3 separate regions of the Sus scrofa genome follow, and regions 1 and 3 are each linked to region 2. The links are chromatin contacts, called in public HiChIP or PLAC-seq and promoter capture Hi-C maps. All regions are on one chromosome and are shown on one strand. The core of a region is the stretch at or near the end of the contact, and the rest is flanking DNA. Distances in the headings are between cores, read along the strand shown.

Region 1 (2,754 bases), core at 216-2,715, 370 kb after region 2:
AAGTACCACAGTTTAAGTTTTAACTGGCCGCAAAGGCTATCTGCGAACCCAGATTACCTTATGGTTACTCCAGAGGGCTGCATCGTCAGCCACATTTGATAATTAAAAGGTTCGGAAAGACGCCTGGCGGGGCTCTAATGGTGGAGCCTGGCTTTCAGAGGCGCGCTTTAAGAGGAGGAAGGTCCTGCCCAAACCCCCGGAGGCGAGGCCCTGCAGTAGGGTCGCCCGGACCCGCAGGGGCCTGGGAGGAGGGCGTGGCACCCTCGCCTCCCGTTCCCCGGGAGCAGACAGAAACCCCGGGTATCGTCTCCCTACGGAGCACGGAGGCATCCGAGATACGGTGTCTTTCCTCACCTCTCCGTAGGGCTGACGGGAAACGCCTGCGGGGAGCTGAATCCCAGCGGCGCCCGCTGCCTTCAGAACGCAGGAGCAGCCAAACCCTGCGGCTCCACATGTCCTCAGTCTTCCGGTAGGCGGGAAGGGGTAAAGGCTGTCAGAAGCGCGCTCGGGTTTTCGGGCAAGGTAGTTCTGGTGCCGCGAGGATGCTGGGAAATGTAGTTCCCGGCCTGTAACACACGCATACGCCGACGAAGGTTCCTAGCGCACCCCCGCAAAGCCGGGCCTCTTCACAGGCTGACCCACGATTCATTAGCATGGCTCAGAGCGGCTCCGCTTTTCCCACCGTCCCTCCCCAGCCCGAGAACGCCGTTACCACCCTAAGAAAGCGGAATCTTGTTTGAGGACCTGCCGGCGCCCATATCCTGGCAATGAAGTGTACAACTCCACAGCCAACTCACACCGGAGAGCCTACGGCCATTCCGAGCTTGGCTCGACCGGAGACGGAAGTCTAAGGAGAACGGCACTCTGGGACCTGCAGTCCTCGGCCGCTGAGCAAAGGAGAGGGGGCGGTATCGCAGAGGTCTTCTGGGAAGTGTAGTCCAGCCAACGCGTCATTCCTGCCCTTTCGCCCTCTCGTGGACAGGAAGACGAAATTTCTTTGTTTTAGTTGCTCTCTTCAGGAAAATTGAATTCCTCTGTTTCTAGGGTGGAGCTGATTTTCACCATTTATCACTGTCAGACCTCAGTTACTCCAGACTTTGCCCCACATGGTAAAATGCTGAAAATAACACACAGGAGTTGTGAAGTTCAAATGTACCAGTATATTCTTTGTGAATTCTAAAGTGGTAAACAATCATTAGGTTTTAGTGGCTTAATTATTCTTGCAAGGATGTAAACAGTTACCACTGGATTACTCAGTCTACAAATTGGTTGTCATAGCTTTGTGAGCCTCAGCTGTATGACAAACACCATCCAAAGCAGTAGGCACATTAAAAGAACATTTGATTCCTGCCAGGGCTTTAACAAGAAGAGGAAATATAAATGGCTCTTTAAAAATTGAAGAAAGGAGTTCCATTCCTGGCTCAGCAGGTTAAGAACCTGAGTGGTATACATGAGGATGCGGGTTCCACCCCTGACCTCGCTCAGTGGGTTAAGGATCCTTTGTTGCAGTGAGCTGCTAGCGGTATAGGTTGCAGAGGCAGCCCAGATCTGGTGTTGCTGTGGCTGTGGCATAGGCTGGAAGCTGCAGCACCAATTCGATCCCTAGCTTGGGAATCTTGATATGTCGTGGGTGGGGCCATAAAAGACAGGGAAAAAGACTCCCTCTCTAAAAGCAGCCTGGTTAATCCATACCTCAGAGGCTAATAAGGTAGCAGGAAGTGGGTCCTGATTTATTCACTGTGGAGGACTGCTTTTATTGCATTTTTACCCTTATGAGCCCCCAATCTAAACATATCTTACATTCCTCACCAATCACATGTATGAAACCATTACATATATCCCTATTTTCAATTAATTCAGGACATAACTACTATTCAGGAAGTGGCAGATCAGCAGTGACTATCCAACATCAAGGGGGTGAATTCCAGCTGAACGCAAAGATGCTTGTCAATTGGCAAATTGTCGTTTCCAGCTTCATCTCCAATAGCAGCACAATTTCCTTAGGCATTCTGCAATGCCTGGGCCCTCCTGAGGATCCCAAATACCTTTCCTCTGATGCCAGGAGGTCAGAGGTCCCGGGGTGGACATAGTTGCATGAGATGGCCAGATTTCCTCCAGCTCTGTGAATGTAACTCTGGTGACTCCAACGAGAATGGATACAGCCTGGGCCACTTATATCAGTCATTTCTTTTCTCTCAGAATAGCTAATATGAAGAAATCCCAGTTTTTTTTGGGGGGGGGGCTGCATCCACGTCTTGTGGAAGTTTGTGGGCCAGGCATCAAACTCAAACCACAGCAGTAACAACGCCAGATCCTTCACCCACTGAGCCGCTCCCCGCCCCCTTTTTAAGATTGTTGAATGAGGCATTGAGAGAGACAGACAGGTGGGACTCCGTTTCCTTCCAGAGCGTCCTTGGGAGTTCCTGACACTAGAGGGCGTACCTGGACCTAACAGAAGATGTTGCCCTTTTTCCTGCAATGAATTTTCCAAGTTTGTGTAACCTTCAGTGAGAGGAGCCCATTCTCACCAAAGCTTCGTGTTATTTTATGTTAATATCACATTCTTCATGGCTTGAAAATGATCGCCACCCCCTGTCCTCCACAAATCTGGGGAGAAATTTTTTTCCTGATGGAACTAGGGGGCTGACAATGAAAACCCATCATAAGTTTGCTAATTACACTGAATCAAAGGAAAGAATGATGAAAAGAAAGGGGGGGTGGGAGAACTGTGAAACTTTTTATATCTTGCAATGT
Region 2 (2,700 bases), core at 186-2,685:
TTGCGGTCACATGCTAGCCTGCCTTTATCATCCCAAGGCTCCTCCTAGCAGACCGGTGAATCCCTTTCCTAACTGTATCGCACCCACTCCACTCCCCCAAGTCCACCTTCTAGCCCAGTCACCCTACACTCTGGCCTTTATCATCACTGCTAAACCCTGCCCTGTCCGCCTCACTTCCACTGTCACACCCCTGTCCTCCACAAATCGCCATCTGCCTCTACAAGGTTTAAGACACTAGTCACTTCAACTACTGGCCTTCAACACACCCTGAGAGGAGTTGAGGGTGAAGATCAGGAATGGGGCACTCTGTGCTCTGGGAAAAACGGGAGGAACAGGCATTGATAGTGAGCTATTTTCAGGAGGTTTTATGCGCCCCAATTTTTGCATCTTCTCATATCTAGCGCTAAAATCATTAACGGAGACATCTGCTCCTCCTGACTAGCAGCAAGCCTCTGATGAAATGTGTGTTTGATTGCACATACCCTCTTCGTTAAACCTATGTATAATACTGACCTTTCCCCCACGTCTTTGAAGCAGTTCCTCAGAGCTGAGAAGCTGTTACCGGCACTAGAATCCTCGTTTTACCCCAAATAAAAGTTAACAGTTAAGTCACAATTTTCACGTTGTGGGGTTTTTTTCCCCAGTCAACAGTACCGTGGTAATTTATTGATTCACTACAGAATCACTATAGCACTAGGCTTAGTGGCACACACATCATCTCTCAACCATCCCACCATCTCGTGCGTGGTGTATGATGGTTACTCCCATCTATAGCCGAGGAAACAGGCTCAGAAAGGTGCTGGGGGTTGCATTGGGTCACTCAGAGGGAAGTGTGGAGCAGGGCTTCAAAGACTGCTAAGTCTGGTTCCTTTGCACGCTCTCTCGATGAAGCCACCCTAACCACCTCCTATTGCACTGTCGCTGGGGCACCTCAGACCTCGGTGTAGCCCACACCGTCGGTCCTTCAACCGAGGCTGCCCTGTAATTCCACTAGGTTCGGGTCCAGGTTACGCCCCCTTTCTTCTCCCAGCAGCCCGCAGCCCGCTTCAGGCCCCGCCTTCGCCCACGCCACCCCATCCACAGCAGGCAGAGCCCCTTCCGTGCTCGCGGCTCCCGCACCATCCAGCGGCTCCCCCACCATCCAGCTTCGCTCCTCCTTCCAGTCAGTCCGCAGAACCCCGGTCCGAGGGGCGCTCCCGCCCCCTCCCACTCCTTTCCGGGGTCCTTACGCCCAACTGGCTCAACACCGCCCCGAAACCAACTTTACAGACTGCACTACTAGTTTTTTCTCCACTAGTCGAGAAAAAACACTTGCCAACACCGTCTCAACCCCCGGTTTGACGAAAATGGCTGTTCCCAAATGCTCACTGGTTGCTGTGCTAAGTCACCACCCTCGGCGGCACCTTCTTCTGATTGGCTCTGAGAAAGGACGGCCAGAGCGTCACTTCCGGCGGAAGGGGGCGCGGGAGATTCGATTGGAGGGCGCTTGGTTTGCTGCTGAGTCCTGAGGGCCTTGTCACTAACTGAGCTTCGCCGGGGCAGGTTCCCGGCGCTCTGCCCAGGTGAGTTGCTGCGGGAGGAGGTCCTGGTGGGGGCAAGCGCCGGAGACTCCTTAACGAAACCCTTAACGTCGTTATAAGTGAGACTCAGGGCATTCTATGTTGTTTTTTTTCAGGAGCCTTCTTTAAAAGGGCGGCAATGAGGGTAGAAGAGTAAGAAGGTCATTTTTAATTTTAGACAATGCTGTTGCAGTCGCTCAGTGAGCGTTAATCGAACATTTAGTATGCCATCGAGCTGGACGCCTGTGAGCGTCTGGAACCGGAAATACGGAGAGGAAAAGGCATCACTCTAGCTTTTGAGATGCTCAGAGATACATATGCAACCGGCTGCTATGCCGAGTAATACCTGTTGAAAAGGGGTCCTTTCCAGAAGTGCTTTGGTGACCCAGAGGGGAAAGTGCTTAACTGAGTAGTGTGTTTAGACCAGAAACTCGAAAGCTATCTAGATGCCCTTCTTCTCTCTCACAACCAGCCAGTCATACCAACCTCTTGAATATCTCAAATCCATACGCTTTTCGCCACTTTTACTGTACTTACCTTGGTTCAGCACAACTGCCGCGTAACTGTGACAGTAGCCTCGTAGCTGGTTCTCCTTCCAAACCAGTCTGCCCATTTCCAGGCTGATAAATGCAAATCTAATCAGGGTCTCCCCATTAACCTTTCCTTTGATTTCTTTTATTTGCCCTCAGGTTTAAGTCTAAATTCCTTACCGTGGTCAATAGGGCCCTTTTTGTCTTTTTGAGTTCCTCAAATGCGTCATCCTCCCTTACCTCCAGACCTCTTCTAAATCCCATCCCCAACCCAGCTAATTCTACTCATTCCTTAGGTCGCATTTTATAAAGCCTTCTAAGTCAGGAAGTCTTCCCTGAGCCTGAAAGATTGGGTCACAATGCACCAAGTACTTAGTTACTCGTGCTACAGGTCGTTTTTAAGTGCCTCCCTCCTCTGTGCCCAGAACTGCTAGGTACTAGGATTACACTGGTGAGCAAGATATGAGATTCCTATTCTAATGGAACTTAAACCTTTTATGGGTGGACTTAAGAATAAAGTGGAATCTATTTGAGTTAGGTTGGTCTGGGAAGGCCTTTCTGAGGAGTTGGCACTTAAATTGAGGCCAAAAAGTTGAGAATGATCCAGCCAT
Region 3 (2,700 bases), core at 105-2,604, 260 kb after region 2:
AGGTAACTACAATGCAAAGTGGTAAGTGGTCTAACAAAGGCTGTGGGAATTCAGAGACTTGGAGGAGTATGTACAACAAAACTCCAAGAACTAGGATGGGGAAGTTCCCTTGTAGTGCAGCCGGTTAAGGATCTACTGTTGCCCCAACTGTGATGTGGGTTTGATCCCTGGCTGGGGAACTTCCACATGCCATTGGTATGCCCCTCCCACAAAAGGTCTAGTTGGAAACCTAATTTAGGGACTTACTACTTAGTAGCTGTGTATGATCAGGCAATTAACTTTGGTGCATCTATCTGTAGAAATGAACAGTAATACTATCCAGGTAGTTTATGTTAAAGATTAGACAAGAAAACACAAAGCATTTGCCAGACTCAGGAACGCAACAAATGGAAACTATTGTTATAAAAGGCTAAAGAACGGTATTTGCCGTACTTCAAGAAAGGAAAGGCAGGGGTCAAGGGAATTTCCCAAATGTGTTCACAAAACAAAATTTGTCGGAAGGCAGTAAGGATGGGAAAAAACAGGGTGAGAGAAGAATCAAGGTGGGTGATGCTCTTGGAGGGCAGAGAATTCTAATTTCTCTAATTTCAATTGCTAGCGCAAAACCTGACCCATATACTTGCTATAAACATCAATGGAAGAACATACCTTAAGCAACAGGGTTGAAGAAAACAATCTGGGCCAAACTGCTGAAAGTAAACATTTTATAGTGAAAGGAACCTTGGAATCACGACACCTGGTGCGGTCTTTCGACCAATGACCGGTGTTTTATACTGGCTTTACAACTTACCTGCTGTTCAGCCTTAGCAATAATTACTGATACCTTGAATCTCCTCACCTGTAAAATGGAGATTACACCTACCTTACAAAATTAGTGTGAGAATTGGTACCAAGCGATTATCAACGAGCCTGGCAGTAGTAAAACCCAATAATGTTAGCGCTGCAGCTGCTAACTTCTCCTTTAGAGCTGTTTTCCATACTTATGAAATGAAAGGGTAAAGACACATTTTCTCCAATGCTCCAACCAGCACTAGATTTGCGAAGGACGAAAGGCCCCGCCCGGCCAGCGGCACACACACTCAGGTCACCTACGCCGACTGCAGTCCTGAAGCCTCCACCTGCGTCGCCGAGCCATGGCGGGCCCAGCGGATGCCTGGCCATTACACAGATAGGGTCTAGACAGAAGGGGGGTGAAACTGAGTGGAATTTCACCAAACACGAATCCACACCACCATCTCTAGAGGCGAAGCCCCGGAATAAAAAGGGGAGGGAGCTAAAGCGGAGAAAGCGCGAGAGAGCGGGGAGGCCGGAAGTGACGCACGGCCACGAGGAACCGGAAATGACCGCAGCACGCCGGAAATTCATTCGTTTCCAAGGCATCGGCTTCAACACAGCTCCAGCCGGGTAGCTGGAGTCGGGACGCTGGAAAGCGACTGGGAGAAGAGGGTACCCGCCGACGGCGGTCGCCGCCACAGCGAGTCGCGGGGAGTAGCAGCCGAAGACGGCGGCCGCCGCACCAGCCATCGCGTGTGGAGGATAAAAGGCCACCACGGCGACCAGTCCAGGGAAAGGGTTAGTCGTAGAGAAGACAGTGACCACCGCTGCAGGGTCTCGACGGGAAGAGTAAGTGAAGATGTCGGCTTCTCCCGCAATGATTCGAGAAGAGTCAGTGAAGACCTGGGTCACCGCCGCAGTGTCTCTCAGGAGAGAGTCAGGAGAGGTGGTAGCCACCGTCCCAGCAACTCTTGGGAGAGAGTAAGGGGAGACCGCAGCAGCGACGTGAGTTTAAGTGAAGTCGGAAGCCACCCCACTAGTGACTCTGGGGGAACCGTCAGAGAAGACCGCGAACTCTGCCTCAGTGGGACTTGGGAGGTGATCAGGGAGGTCCGGGGCCCCCGAACCAGCGACTCCGGGGAGAGAGGCAGTGACGACCGGAGCCATTGCCTCAGCGGCTCCTGGGACGGCGGGAGTGTGGATGGCGGTCGCAGCCTCAGCAGTTCCTGGGAAGGGGTAAGTGAAGACCGCGGCTACGTGGCCAGCGAATCCTCTGCGCTAAGCGTCCGCGAAGACGCCAACCACCGCCGCTTCTGGGACAGAGAAAGTGAAGACGAAGGTTCCCGCTGCCTGGGCACCTGGGAGGGATCGACGCAGGACGGCGGCCCCGGGCCTACAGACGAAGAGGAAGACAGCCGCTGCTGCAGTGGTTCGTGGGTCACAGCAAGCGAAGACCGCCGCAGCAGTAGAGGCCTGGACTCAACTCCTCCCCGGAGTCCAGGGGATCACACCATGCCTGGGGTGTCCGATTCAGGCCCCTCCACCTCCTCCACGGAAACTGCGACCCCATGTGAGTCAGACAACTTCGCTGGTCCTTGTCTGCCACACACCTTTTCTCACTTCAGCCCCACGGGAGCCTTCGCTCCTTCTGGCCATTCCCTTTCTCACCTGCCACCCCTCATGACCCCTAATTGACCTATTTTTAGTGTCCTAAAGCTGTTCACCTGGCCCGCATTCTAACTCACTTCAGCTGTCCTTACTTTCCATCTGCCCCGCATTCTTGAGACTTCTTTCCCAGCTGACATCAACTCTTGTTAAAATTAATGGACCCTTTTAAGTTCCTGGCATCTCTGCAGCATTTGACTCCGTGGATATTATTATATTATATATTGGACTTACCTAATTTTCTTCCTTTGACTCTATTGA

The links. Promoter capture Hi-C pulls out the DNA fragments that hold promoters and counts their contacts. HiChIP or PLAC-seq counts read pairs in DNA pulled down with a chosen protein or histone mark.
Region 1: a contact with region 2 is called in a promoter capture Hi-C map of liver, with 10 times the contacts expected there. The contact joins the promoter of CCDC90B here to the promoter of DDIAS in region 2. A contact is called at or near these places in 3 of 5 promoter capture datasets (fetal liver, fetal skeletal muscle and liver), 17 of 47 Hi-C or Micro-C datasets (adipocytes, embryonic fibroblasts, fetal heart ventricle and 10 more) and 2 of 2 datasets of contacts at active chromatin or transcription factors (alveolar macrophages and skeletal muscle).
Region 3: a contact with region 2 is called in an H3K27ac HiChIP or PLAC-seq map of alveolar macrophages. The contact joins the promoter of ANKRD42 here to the promoter of DDIAS in region 2. A contact is called at or near these places in 3 of 47 Hi-C or Micro-C datasets (alveolar macrophages, mesenteric adipose tissue and retroperitoneal adipose tissue) and 2 of 2 datasets of contacts at active chromatin or transcription factors (alveolar macrophages and skeletal muscle).

Annotation. Positions count from the first base shown.
Region 1 is chr9:17,446,144-17,448,897 of Sscrofa11.1, forward strand. CCDC90B (coiled-coil domain-containing protein 90B, mitochondrial) reads right to left here and starts at 1,466. Exons shown (of 9, transcript XM_003129718.4): 1 at 355-1,466. The coding sequence starts at 454.
Region 2 is chr9:17,076,449-17,079,148 of Sscrofa11.1, forward strand. DDIAS (DNA damage-induced apoptosis suppressor protein) reads left to right here and starts at 1,436. Exons shown (of 5, transcript XM_003129716.6): 1 at 1,436-1,562. All of the region lies in intron 1 of PRCP (lysosomal Pro-X carboxypeptidase), which reads right to left.
Region 3 is chr9:17,332,696-17,335,395 of Sscrofa11.1, forward strand. It overlaps ANKRD42 (ankyrin repeat domain-containing protein 42), which reads left to right and starts at 1,355. Exons shown (of 12, transcript XM_021062582.1): 1 at 1,355-2,344. The coding sequence starts at 2,287.